2 separate regions of the Anser cygnoides genome follow, and region 2 is linked to region 1. A link is a contact called in public Hi-C data. All regions are on one chromosome and are shown on one strand. The core of a region is the stretch at or near the end of the contact, and the rest is flanking DNA. Distances in the headings are between cores, read along the strand shown.

Region 1 (6,624 bases), core at 3,967-6,466:
GGACATGCTGTTCAGTTAAGGTGCTTATGGTGTTCATACATCCATTTTTAGTCCTAGTCATCAGCTCAAAGCCCTCCCATGTACTCTGCACCCACTAAATAATTTTTGAAAATTGTTATCCAGTTAGTATTACCCTGCTTGGTGCTCAGATATTGCAGTGCTGCATCTAATACAGAACAAAGATATGTGGTTTTGTCTCAAGGAAGCTGAATGTAAGTAGACCCATATGTAGCATTTTAAAGCGGTTTTGTTTCTTCCCACAGCAATGAAATCAGGAGGCACCCAACTGAAGCTGATCATGACGTTCCAGAATTATGGACAGGCGTTGTTCAAACCAATGAAGTAAGTGAAAAAATGTCTGGCTGTATTGTAATGTGAAATTGTGGTGGAATATGCTGTTGTCATTTTATAAGGCATTAGAAGTTTGCTCTAGTATTGCTCAGGGTTGGTGCGGCTAGTTCTCTAGGTTTGCTGCTGGATGTAGAGCTTCGTGCTGTAGTGAAACCTTGCCGTGCTGGATTGGTCTTTGAAAGAGATACTGAGGAGGCTTCTTATAGGCATTACAGTCTTCTCAGGAATGTTATTCAGATCTCTGTGAAATCTCCTATCATAAATACAGGGTGTTTTCAGCATTTCTTTCTTATGTAAACTTACACTGCAGGCATGAACTCTATCTAGTGTGTTTCCCCCCGAGGAATGTGACCAGATATGAGAGATGGTTCAGAATAGCTTTGGGAAGACCTATATAGCATTTGTGTGATAAATTATAATTTAATCCATTGATTTATTGCTATTTGTATTAAAAGGCTGTATTAGTCATTTGGCTGTGGCTATGCTGACTGTGAAATTTGAGAGTGATGCTGCAAGATAATCTAGAGAGAAGGGGAAGGACTGGGATGATACAGACTTGATTTTGCACCAGTATCAGGCTGGCCAGACTCCACCGAGATCAGAGAGATTATTCAGATATAAAGCAGATGTAAATGAGTTCTGAATCCTGACCTGTATGTTTGTGTTGTAATAAGGAAAATGACTCTGTGCTCATTGTAGAGGGTTTAGCAAAGACGCTCGGGGCTGCAAAATGTTTAATGAAGCTACTCAATATCTGTGTCAAGGGTACCACTGGAATAATAAATTCATTTCCTTCTTTTGTTGCCACTGTAGGGAAGATCCATTAATTTCCTCTAGGATGGTCCATAAAAGAGTAGAGTAACTCGGAATGGGTGGTTTGAAGTACGTATTGGTGTTGTGTTACAGCTATAGTGGGGTACACAGCTCAGCGGGTAAGCTGCTGGATGGCAGCTGAGATAAATTCCCAATTTTACTATAGATTTTGCTGTAGACTGACCTCAGACAAGTACAGATTTTATTTAATCTTATTTTGACTGCCAGGAGGGACAAATAATTGGTCCCTAATTCCTTCAACTCAAGTTTGAGCAAGAACTCACCTTGTGTGCATTTGTCCTGGTATTCACATGGAAATCCTGTGAGCTTCCAAGGCATTTATGCAAAAGCCAGATGCCTCCATGTTATTTCCCAAATTCCACACAAATTTCTCCATGTTCCTGGTAGAACCACAATTCCCTGGGGGAGTTCAGAGTAAACACAGATAATACAAGTCAGAGGGAAGGTGCTATCAGAGAGCATCTACACAGCATCTTCCCCTCCTAGCCCTCTGCTCTGAATCCTTAGATCATTTACTCCATGATCTATTACTCCATGGGTCCATCCCCCTACATTTGCAAGTTTGATGCATTTAAGCACAATTCCTAATTGTCTCCTGTCCCACGTGGCAAACCCAACAACTGAGCAGGTTTGAGCAGCTTTTAAGTACTAGGAAGAAGTATGGTTTTTACCATGGCTTTTTACATAGTGTGAAATTTGTTTCTTCTCCGTTTGCTGAGAGGCAGATAATTTCAATCTTTATCATTGGTATGACATTGTAATTCGAGGAATGCTAATGAGGTTAAATCAAAAGTTTACTGCTTCTACTGTACTATACACAGCCTTGGCAAGATGATGGATGACAATAGATGTATAGCCACTTTCCTGTATAGAAGCAATTACCACCATCCACCAGTGCAACAACAAAAGATGATGATGTCTTAATCATTCCCTTTGCTTGATTCAAAGGGCAGCAACACCCTATTTTCTCACCGATCTTTGCATTAAATACACATCTGGAAAAAGCAGCATTCGAACATTCAGCAGCTGTGTTCCCAGGCACCACACCTTACAGCAGCAACACTGCTGTGTTTGTGCTGATCATCGCTGAGCACATTAGTGATTTTGAATAACTATGTTTGCAAGCATTTGTCTTCATTCTGGTAGCAGTGAGCAGGGAGCCAGATGCTCAGCTAGCGTAAATCTTCCTAGCTCCTTTGGCATCTGGTCCCATTGGCCTCTTTTCACCAGCTTATGAACGGTTGTTGATGAAGTTCTTGGAAGTGTTTGTAGCATCCTTTCTTGATACAGAAATAAGTGGCCTTGAACTGAAAAAGAAAAAAAGAAAAGCTACGAGACTTCTTGTAAGACCTTACCGAGTCCCTAGGCACCTCCCAGGCTGCTTCTGGTGCTCCTTTTCTGCAGGGTACCGTTCTGATCCAGGCTTCACAAAGCTGGCTGTGCCTTCTGAGGGCAGGAGGCTATAGGAGAGTCATAGATCAGGGCCACATGTCTCCTAAGTGTAGCCTGGCCATCAGCACTGATGGTGCAAGGGTCATTAAAAAAAGTGATAATTTGGGGAGCATGAAACATCATGATTTTGTGATTCTGTGAAGACTGGGGCCTGAGTTTGTCCCTTCAGTGCTGGGGGAGGCCATAGGAGTTACATCTCTATTGAACTGAGCTGTGCCAAAGTGTTTTGGAGAGTAGAGTTGGCATCAGTAGGATTTCAAGCTTGATCCTAAGGAAAACTGATAAACCTGTGTTTCCTACCGTGTCCGGCATCTGAAGTGCTGAAAACTGAATGGTGTGAGGTCCACAGAGGGTAATATGCAGGTGTGAGGCCAGTCTTTACTTGGTTTCAATTCATTTAAGTTACCTGGAAAGCTGGTTTTGCTATACACAGCTGTACTCAGCACCTTCCAAACTGAATACCCTTTTTGAGCAGGATAGCTGCAGAATGGGGAGTCCATGGGAACCCTTGCCTGACACAGCCAGGTGTCTGCTCGTGGAAGGGCAGTTCTCCAGACTTCAAGCAGTGATTTCTGAAGGAGAGTGGCAGCAAAACAAATCCCTGGCAAGTCGCTCGAAACCCTGCAGAACTCATCGGTCTTGCTCTGCCCTTTCCCAGCCTCCTAATTCCACATTGAATTTATCCAGAGAGCAAGCCAGCTCTGGAAAAAAAAACAGTCAGGGTTTGGAAATGTGGAAAACAGAATCTGCTTTTGGCACCTTTTGTGCTCAGTGTTTGACATTAACTGACAACTCTTCATCTGGTCATCGATCCAGGGTAGTGGAGCAAATGAGAGGCGGGAAGGGTATCAGTTGGGGAAATGTGATAGCAGTAAATAAAGCCTGATCAGCTGCAATTATTTTATTTATCTGTGGCTCTGCATCTTCATTTCTGAAATAATTGCCCATAAAGGATTGCAGAGGAAGCCAAATCTATTTATAAATCATATGGCCCAGTGTAGATTCCTTTGCTAATTCCAAATGCCTCATAGAAAAAGCGAATATTTGCTAAAACTCCAGGGAAGATTTAATGTATTTGCAATGTATCTTACAGTTAATGTGTAGTTTTATTTAGCTCATAATAGTTCAATCATACAAAATTATTACCATATGGGACAGGAAAAAAATAGCAACCTCCCCTTCTCCCATGATTAGTGTGTCTAACCATATTAGTATTGTAGAGCATAATAAAATTTATTTACATGATCGCTGATATCTGCAGCCACAGCTTTTTATATAACTTAGCAGGTAGAGACGGTGTAGAGCCATAAATTTCAAAGGGTCTTGGCGTATTTGTCCAAAAAGAACATGTGCTTAATAGTTTTATTTGGTTTCTCTTTGTTTCTGCTAGCTGGTGGAGTTAAATAGCTGGCTCAGCAACAAAACCAACACACTTTTTTTTTTTTTTCCTCCCAAGGCTTTATTCTTGAAGGGGGAGATTCAGCTCCAGCAGAGTCAGTGTCAGGACTCCTATTGATGCCAGGATTTTCAGAGAGGTTTTTACAGTTCCTTATGGAGAAGCCAAATAGAATCGAATAGAAAATGATATCTTGTTATAAGAGTTGTGAGAAAAGTGTCCAGTGGTATGTTTTTAACAATGACATCTCTCATTGCCAGTTTTATAGGCTGCTTTGTACAAATGTGTAGAAAGGGTATTCATTAGAAAATCTTTGAGGTTCATTTGTTCTATTTGAAGAAATACTACTGTATCTTGTGAACTCAATTTTGACTGAAACTGAGATTAAAGCCAGTTCTGTTCCAACTTCAGATTTTTCCTGATATTTTTAACATCTTTTTTCTTTTCTCCTTCTGTTTTTACAAGTCCCAGTGCAGGATTGGTAAGAGCCACGTGGCTGCTTCTTTCAGTATCTGCTGCTCGCAGTTACAGTCTTTAATAAAGTAGAACTAATTAGCATCAGGGTGATATCAGGCCAGAGGAGACTTTTAGGGTCGCAAAATCCAGATTCCTTAAATCACAGGCAATCATCTCATGAAATCTCATCTATAAACTGATCCAACCTTGCTGACCACTGTTTTTATACCCTTTGCCCCTGTTATTCCTCCCGAAAGTTGCTGCTGTGAGTGCACTGAGCAACAGTGCCATTGGTCTCTTGTATTTTGCAAGATAAATATTGATTGCAATTTAACAGTTTAACTGCAGAAGTTTTTCCTTTGGGACTTTACAGAAGAAATGCGTCACACTGAGACCGATTTTGCTGGAACGTTGGCTAGCAGGGGGCACTTTTCCATCGCAGACAAGTCTCCTTGCTCCTGCAGCTCTCAAAGTCGTGACCCATCCCAGTGCCAACCTCCAGATAAGATGGTAGTCACAGTGTCGTACAAAGCTGGTGCTTTACAGGAATACAACCAGCACACTTGCCTTCTAGCTTCTGTAATGTTCCTGTAGCTCAAAGACATGGTGGTTGTTAGCTGGGCTGAAATCTAGCAACCAAGGTCATGGGAGAGATAACGTATTTGTTTCGATTGGCAAAGCACAGCTTTTTATTGTCTTTTAAATGTCGTACTTATAGAGACAAAGAATTATCAGCATTCTTGAAGTTTCTCTTTGATTTCCTTTTTGGAGTGCTCAACAAATAATGCATCTTTTGATAGGGATATTAAATAGGGCAAACAACCCCTGTAATACAAACAACTGTTAATCGCCTTCATTTCCTACAGTTATATTCCCTTCCCAAAGCTGCAGTGTGGCTGTTGTACCTGTGAAAGGCAGCCTCTAGGCCTGATTATCATATCAATTAGCCCGGTGTAATTCTTCTGACTTGGTAGCATTGCTTCCAAGTCAGAGGAGTTGAAATGAACTTCAGCATCAGGGCGGCTGGAAGATTGCTTTCCTTATTACATTGCATATCATGCTGTTTTGAGGAAATACATTTTGCAAACCTGTTGCATTTCAGCTGGCAGGCATCCAGTATAAACATACTGTTATAAGTCAACATGGCAATTAAATCAAATTGCAATGTTTTCTCTGAGCAGCTACAGAAGTGAGATATGCATACAGTAGTTGCTATTCTAGAAGCCTTCCAGGATTAACACTTGGGCACGCTGGAATGTGCCGTGTGAAACCCAACGGAGCAGATGCTGGTCAAAGTACAAACCCGGCCAGTCGGGATTGTCACTTGGTTTTTGTCCGTAAGCTGTTCTACTGTACAGAGATGTTCTCGGAGATCTTTGGTTTTGTGCGAGGTGTGTTATTGGAGACCCAAGGCTCAATAAATTGGTGGGAAAGGCTGATGTTAGTAATCCCGGTATTCAGTTTACATAAGTGTATTTGAAACTGAGAGGAGTGCTGTCTCATTGCATCGTGAAGAAGAAATGCTTTTCTGCTGCTCGAAGTAACAAACAATAATCAGATATTCCGTGGACCTCATCCATGAGACTTTGGGCTTTTAAAAGATATATTCAAATCCTTGCCTGCCAAATCCCTGCTGAAATGTTTACCTGTCTCAGACTGACAGGCAGATTCTGATTGTGCTTACATCAGGAATAAACCTGGAGTAAGCTGGATGAATTACATCACTTGATATTTAAAGTGCATGAAATCTGATTGTGGTCCTAAAGTAGAGGTTGCCATCTAGTATTTTGGTTCTTCAACTTCTTGTGTATTATGCATGAATTGCTCTTCTCTTTTATAATGAATCCCGTTCATCAGAACATACTTCACTATTTCAATGCAAATTGTGTTTTAGCACTCAGCAGTGCCTGTGGTCCAAGTCTCATTTATGCAAATTGGAAAATTTGCAGTGACTTCAAGGGGAGTTGGATGGGGATTGATGCTGACTGATAGCCCTGGACAGCAATGAAACTCAGTCTTCTGTCTGCCAGTGCGTGCTGCATTTCCCCTTGCCACAGTTCAGCAACTGCTGCCTGAAATATTGATCAATCCCATCCAGCCCAAGAGCAATCTGTTCTCCAGTTCTGTAAGTGTGT
Region 2 (6,542 bases), core at 966-3,465, 180 kb before region 1:
ATTTTCTTGACGGGCTGTTTCAAGTGCTCTTTAGAGTTACTTGATCTGGTCCTCCAAATCCTATTCACATCACTTCTCTTTACTGCTCTCAGAGTGGAATTCATCACAGGCTATTTTATCTTGGTGAGCGCTGAGCATGCACATGGATATGAGTCCATGCAGCGCATCTACAAATAGCCAGGCTGCTGTACAAGGTCTGTGGCCTTGCTTATCAGAGTAAAGTAGCAGAGGACTGAACTTCAGCTAGGCCAAGGAGATCCTGAAGCATTGCACCCCAGGCAACTGCAAGTCACAGTATGCAAGAGGCAAGACATGCTCTTGCTTGTCATGGGTCAGGGAAAGGTTCTGTTGAAGATGGTTTGTAGATATGTGTTGAAAGGCCTCTTTGATATAAGTGGATAGCCCAAGTATGGCAAGAATGGTTCGCATGATAACATTTGAACAGGACACCTTTGTTGCACAGTACAATAACGATGCTAGAGAAAAGCAGCTCAGGTTAGCAGCTCCTGTGCTGAGTGTGAGGGAAACAGCGAAGGGTAATCTTCACCTGCCGAGGTAAATACTTGTCAGTGCCCCTGAAAAAAGCAATTATGGAAGATCAAAAGTAAGCCAGTGAGAGAATGAGCAGGAGAAATGGTGTCTGTCATTGGTTTCCAGCGTGCTCAGGGAAGTGGGAATGGGGGAGCACAGTCTAAGCAATGAAGATGGTTACACTGTGGGATATATATGCTTTACTTGTACTTCTTACCTACTGGAAATGATCTGAGGCAAAGACTGGCCAACAGCTCATGAAGGGGGAGCAGGAAGAGTGTTATATGTACCAAGGCGCTCACTACAAGTGTGAATACTTGGAGGATTAAATAATGGTGAATAATGTCCTTCAAACAGGTACAACTTCAAGAAGATAGGCGAAGGCCTCAAATGTTTTGGCAAGTCACTGTGTGCAAATGTAATTTTCACTTTTTTCTATTGCACAAAGTAAAAAAACATGTTGCCCACCAGAAAAGGGCCCGAGTTTTCCTACAGTAGAAATCAAAAAGCAACTTTGGTAAATGCATTGGTATAACCTAATGAGGTCTGAATACACTTTTACTTACTAAACCATACCTGCACAGCTTCCTATTGAATTCAGGGGGACCGTTTGTACAGCAAATTACTGCTCTGCCCAAGTCTGTGAGCATCCAGGTTTCCACTAAAATAAGATTACATGTCTATTAGACTATCCAGAAGCTACAACACTGCAATATACTGTATTACCATGCACTGAAGATGGGTCCCTGGGAAATTATTGAATAGAAATACGTAGGAGCCCAATTTCCTCAGTAACAGCAAATCTCTCTGAAGCGCAGCAGTTTCAGTGACGATTCAGCTCTTGGGGCAGAATCCATTTAACTTTGGATTTGGAAAGGCCAGTGCTGAACTTCGGGAGCAGCAGATTTGTGTGTCACTAGATTATAATGGGGACGCTATTTTGCAAATAACCTGTTCTCTGAAACTGCTGACTGTGAGATGCTTTAGGAATATTGACATTTTGCCACGAGTACAGAAACCTCAGAGTCAACTCTTATCATCAGACAACTTAACAACACATTTCACTTATGTAAACGAAACAATCCCCTCTCCTCATAACAATTACAAGAACATTTTTCAGTTATTATGCTACCGTGCAGCATGGAGAGAGGTATTGATCCAGGCCTGCATTTCATTTATAAATTATGTTCATAGTATGATTCTTACTGAGAGCTTTTCTGGGGAGAAAACAGAGGATATAATATAAGGAGGGGGAGAATAATAATGGTACAGTCTCCATACAATTCCTTTGGTAACTTTCCCAGTGCTCTAAAGTGTTTACTCCCCACTTTGCCTCTTTGAAGCTAAGAAAGGTGCAGCATGCCCAGAGACACCAGCGTCTCCATTCTCTTCTCAGCCTTGCTCCTTCTTGTAGCCAATTCTGTTGGTGTTGGGAGGAAAGAACTGACTATAAGCAGGGACAATGCTGTTGCAGGTAAATTTAAGAATGGAAAAAACAAAGTTTCACAACCAGAAAAACTGCTGAGAAACCTGAGGTCTGTTAATATTTAAGCAGACAACTTCATGCCAATGTCCTTTTGAAATGCTGCAAAGTTCATGCCTCAGGGCAGCTGATGGCAAGGGGCAGCCACTGAGAAAAAGTGGTGCTGTCCTCCTCTCCTCAAAAGGTGATTTGTTTCCACATCTTGAACATTTCAGTATTTGTGTATTTGGTTTCTACAGGATGAATCTCATCGTCTTTTCATGTGTGACACTACCAGTGGTCAGTCTGAGCTCTTTTAGCATTCCAGAGATGTTTCGGTCTATTGTCATTCTTTATGTCACTGCATTTTAAAATCACATTTTCATCTGCTGTAGAATTTATTGTGCTCTCTTTCTGATGTTTAGAGAGTTGTTTTACTTCCTGAAACTCAGTGGCATAATCTACTCAAAAGGCCAAAGCTGTTCCTTGTGTTCTAAATACACATGTGAAGAATATCAGCTAATTAGTGCTAAATTGAAATGCAAAAGGAATATCCATTCTTTTTAGGTTATGTGTACATACCACTTACTTCCTTTACAGTTTCTGAAGAAAGATCAGCTGCTGCATGCTGTAAGTACCACTGAGAATACTAAAAAAGCTGTCACAGAATGATATCTTGATAAAACAAGATGACCTTTAAAGTTGAAACTGTGGAAGCAAACCAGATAAAAAATGTTTCCAAAATACACCTGAAAAGCACTACAATGAAAGGAAAAATGATTATTCTCACACTCTTAATTGTTTTAAAAGGTTGATACAATTAAAGTAGGTATTATTTTAAAACAATGGGATTTCTTACCATGCTGGCTACATTATTCATTTTTGAATGAACTTTCATTTTTTCCATTTATGAAGCAATGCCGATTTTTTTATGCATGCTTCTCATTTTTCTTCACATATTGTATGGCTACGACAAAAATTTTCACAGCAGGAATTGATTACTAGCTGGTCACTTTAAGCTATGTGGTCTTCCTTCCTTGTAATTATTGAGTGACTCTGTGTCCTTATGGCATTTAAAAGGTTTCTGCCAGCAGACAACAGCTGGGGTCATTCTTATTGCTCCTCAATAATCTTGTTTGGTACAAAATATCAGAATTCGCAAAGGAGCCATCCACTGTCTCAATATTTCTGTGTACTCAATATTTCTGTGAAGCTCTCCTGCAGGGGAAGGGGGGAAAAAAAAAAAATGTAAAAATATCTACTAGCACCAATTATATTGGCTTCTCTTTAGATTCTGGTCCTGCTTTTACAATTATGCTCAGATGAATTTACAGAGTTGGAGCCAGGGTCCAACTTTTCCTATATTTTTATATAATGCCTTACAAAATGAATTCCTAATCCTTGATTCTGGCTGGGTAGAACATCTGCCCTAAATATAACAAATATTAAAATTCAGGCTTTGCTGATGATGTCAAACAGAAATGAGAGACTATGAGGATGAGCAGAGTTGGGGAGGGGCAGGGAGGAGGTGACCTTTCCTAATAATCCCAGTTTGGATCTATAGATTAAATATATTCTCTTTGAACAAACCCATTACTGTGAAATCAAAAATCAGCCAGAAAATCCACAGCGTCAGCATTACAGGGTTACCCATGCATGGCTGTGGAACCAAGTCAGTGGGAGGGAACCTGTTATTAACTGAAATCCTGCTCGCAGTTATGGACCTTGTGAAACATTCAGGTGCTAAACAGTAGTCCTGTTCGGGATGCTTTCCTGGCTCACATTGACTGAAGAGGCTGAGGAAGGGTCTTGAAGTGACTGAAATGTGGAGCTAAGACCTACGTCTGTTGACAACTGCAACTCCTGTGGCTGAGGAACTGAGGCAGGAAAAGTTTCATCAGCACATGTCATGGCAGGAAACATAAATGTTTTATGTGCATGTCTTGTTATTTACTTTTGAAAGAAACTGACTCGATGACAAGTAAGAATTAACATGCTAAAATATACCCTGTGTATCTTATCTTTAAGTTTTGTACTGCTGGCATGCAGATTTTCCTGGAAAACAATTTTTTTTTATGTCCTTCAGCTGGGATGCTACATAACTTAAGTCACCATACGGAAATGAAAGTTCTTAGAATTTCAAGGAAGTTCTTGGATGAAGTCCTATTGCTTTTGCCATTATATTATTTTTTCCTCCTTTTGAGCCCCATGGCATACCTGGAGCTCCTGTTTGGACAAATGAAGCTCGTCAATGTGATTGCAAGAGAGGGAAAGATGGGTTATTTAAAAAAATACCTAAGAAAAGGCTAGAGAAATCCTGTTTTCTCCACTCCAGCATGGCTGGAGCATTGCTGTGTTACTGTGCTGCAGCTCCCTGTAAATGCCCATAGGGTCAGCACATGATGCCAACTGTTTTCCTGGTGGAAGGGGATTTAAGGTCTCTAGCCCCAAAGTCTGAGTGGTTTCCATAACCCTTTGAATGTAGGATAGCTGGCAGCCTTGCAGATAAATTTTAATCTACCTTGAAAGGCCAAACTTCACAGCTTGGGTTTCTGTTTTCATCCCTAGTCTACTTCTGTCTGTTTAATAGCAAAGGGGAAAAAAAAAAAAAGGTGATAAACTGGAGACCTTGAGATTGGGACCTTTTTACTGTCTTCAGCTTAGCCCAGGAGAGGACATCAGTGTTCCAGCAGGGAGAATCTTTCACAGATACACAGGGATTTGCAAAAACAATGTCTCAAGTGCAATCCCATATTTTTACACAGTGTCTGGTTTTGAAAGGTATAGCAAGTGTGTTATATCACTCTCCAATATGAGTTGAAAGTGAATGAGCAGCTCTGAGATAAGACTAATTCTTTGATGTTAAAACTCAGATTAATTTAACTCTTCCTGGCTGTGGAAGAACAGTTTATGTTATCATAGTAAAAAATAAGTGATGTTAAGGTATTTGTTCTTAACACCATTGCCAGGGAGATCTACAAATACTTATTAATAGGTGACCCTTGACTTTGACTAGCATCTCTGGACACTATTTCAAGTGAATAAATAAGGAAAAAAATTCTCACAGACATTCACTGACACCCAGTCTCATAAAACACCCTCTGGCTGTTCTGATAACCACAGCCCAATATAAATAAGTAATACACATGTTCTTAATCTCAAACTTCATTCTGTGTAGCACATAAATCTTACCTGAAACTAGACCGGAACCTACTTGGATTAATATATTTTTTTGATCTATGTACCTTAGGGGTGCATACAGCTCCATGTTCTTTTTAAAAACTTTCATTAATTCAGCTGAAGTAACAGCTTCTTCTCTATTAGCATCACTACCTGTTTGCTACCTTATCATATCAAAGTGAAATCACGGAGTCCAGTTTATTGGTCTTACAGATTGGAAGAAAATAAATGCTTGCATTATGCATAAAGAAGGAAAGTAAATGTTCTGCTTGAGGGTTATTTTTTCCCTGTTGAATACAACCACCACTTTCAAGGTGCGTCTACAAGCAAGTGCAGACTGTGCTGTGCAGAAGGCTGCAGGATTTGGTCTGTCATGAATATAGGAAATAGCAAAAATTACTTGCAACACTGCACCACTCACTGTCAAAACTCTGAGCGGAAGGGAACTGCATCCTTTGGAAAATGTCCAGACTTTTACCTGAGGAGGTAAAGGAGATTAACAGGGCTTGTGCTGTCTGTTCCTGATAAAGGGAGAGAGATTACCTTAGCCATGCACCATCCCAGGTAACTTACTGCAAGTGCTCCGACTCGGCCAGGAATCCGCAGGTGGCTTTCCATCTCCTTCCTCTCATGGATGAAGAGGATTCATTTCTGATGCTCTTTGTTCGGTAGCACCAAGTGCTCAGGTTATCACGCATCTCCATGCACATCTTATGACACTTCTTGTTGCTCCTGTAGAGCTACTCACATTAGCGTTGACCTGCTTAGCTTGACCATGAACTGCAGAGACCAGCACTGATCCTGGAGTCGTGGACCTCTGTTCATTTTAAATGTATACGTCACATAGTAAAATAAACATGGTGCTACTACAAAACAGAACATCTCTTCCTATTCTCTGCCTGGCTGAGTGTGCTGCGGTTCTGTGTGTTCAGACAATTAGTGGTGTGCTTTGTTTCTGTGTTTGGACCATATGGCTAAATCTCAACCCGTATGTTACAACGGTGCAATTGAAGGTGATTTGGAAAGGCACCCTAATTAAACAGCACAGTTGGCTAGCTAGGAAATTCAACTTGGTGACTTAACATCGCAGTATGAGGCAATTTGGAGAGGTTGTTTTGTTTGGGGGAACTCTAGACACATTTGATTTTGATAGCTGAAACAAGCATGCAGAACATAGAGGCTATGTGCATGTGGCCACTGTTAACAAAAACCTACCTGTAGGAGACAAACATCAAGTTTGTTTGCAGGCAATTCCTGGATGTGTTCTGGAGAAAGACTTTGTTATGTGTGCATATGATTATCTGTGGCAAAACTGAGAAGATCATTGATATGCCTTGATACTCACATCACCCTGCATTACACAAATGGA

The links. Hi-C and Micro-C count contacts between places; a contact is called where the count stands out from the background.
Region 2: a Hi-C map of liver shows a contact between it and region 1, with 2.9 times the contacts expected there. The contact joins two enhancer-like sites. A contact is called at or near these places in 3 of 7 Hi-C or Micro-C datasets (all in liver).

What each region holds. Positions count from the first base shown.
Region 1 is chr15:6,780,718-6,787,341 of Taihu_goose_T2T_genome, reverse strand. FAM20C (FAM20C golgi associated secretory pathway kinase) reads left to right here. Exons shown (of 11, transcript XM_066977420.1): 4 at 264-342. Among named protein-coding and RNA genes, the nearest start is that of FAM20C, 15 kb to the left of the region's middle. Within about 2 kb of position 5,216, at least 1 of the 3 cell types and tissues checked has open chromatin away from gene starts, as enhancers often do. A contact at or near this core is called in liver, where this site is marked.
Region 2 is chr15:6,953,259-6,959,800 of Taihu_goose_T2T_genome, reverse strand. It overlaps LOC125182975, which reads right to left. Exons shown (of 5, transcript XR_010825031.1): 4 at 6,519-6,542. Among named protein-coding and RNA genes, the nearest start is that of FAM20C, 160 kb to the right of the region's middle. Within about 2 kb of position 2,215, at least 1 of the 3 cell types and tissues checked has open chromatin away from gene starts, as enhancers often do. A contact at or near this core is called in liver, where this site is marked.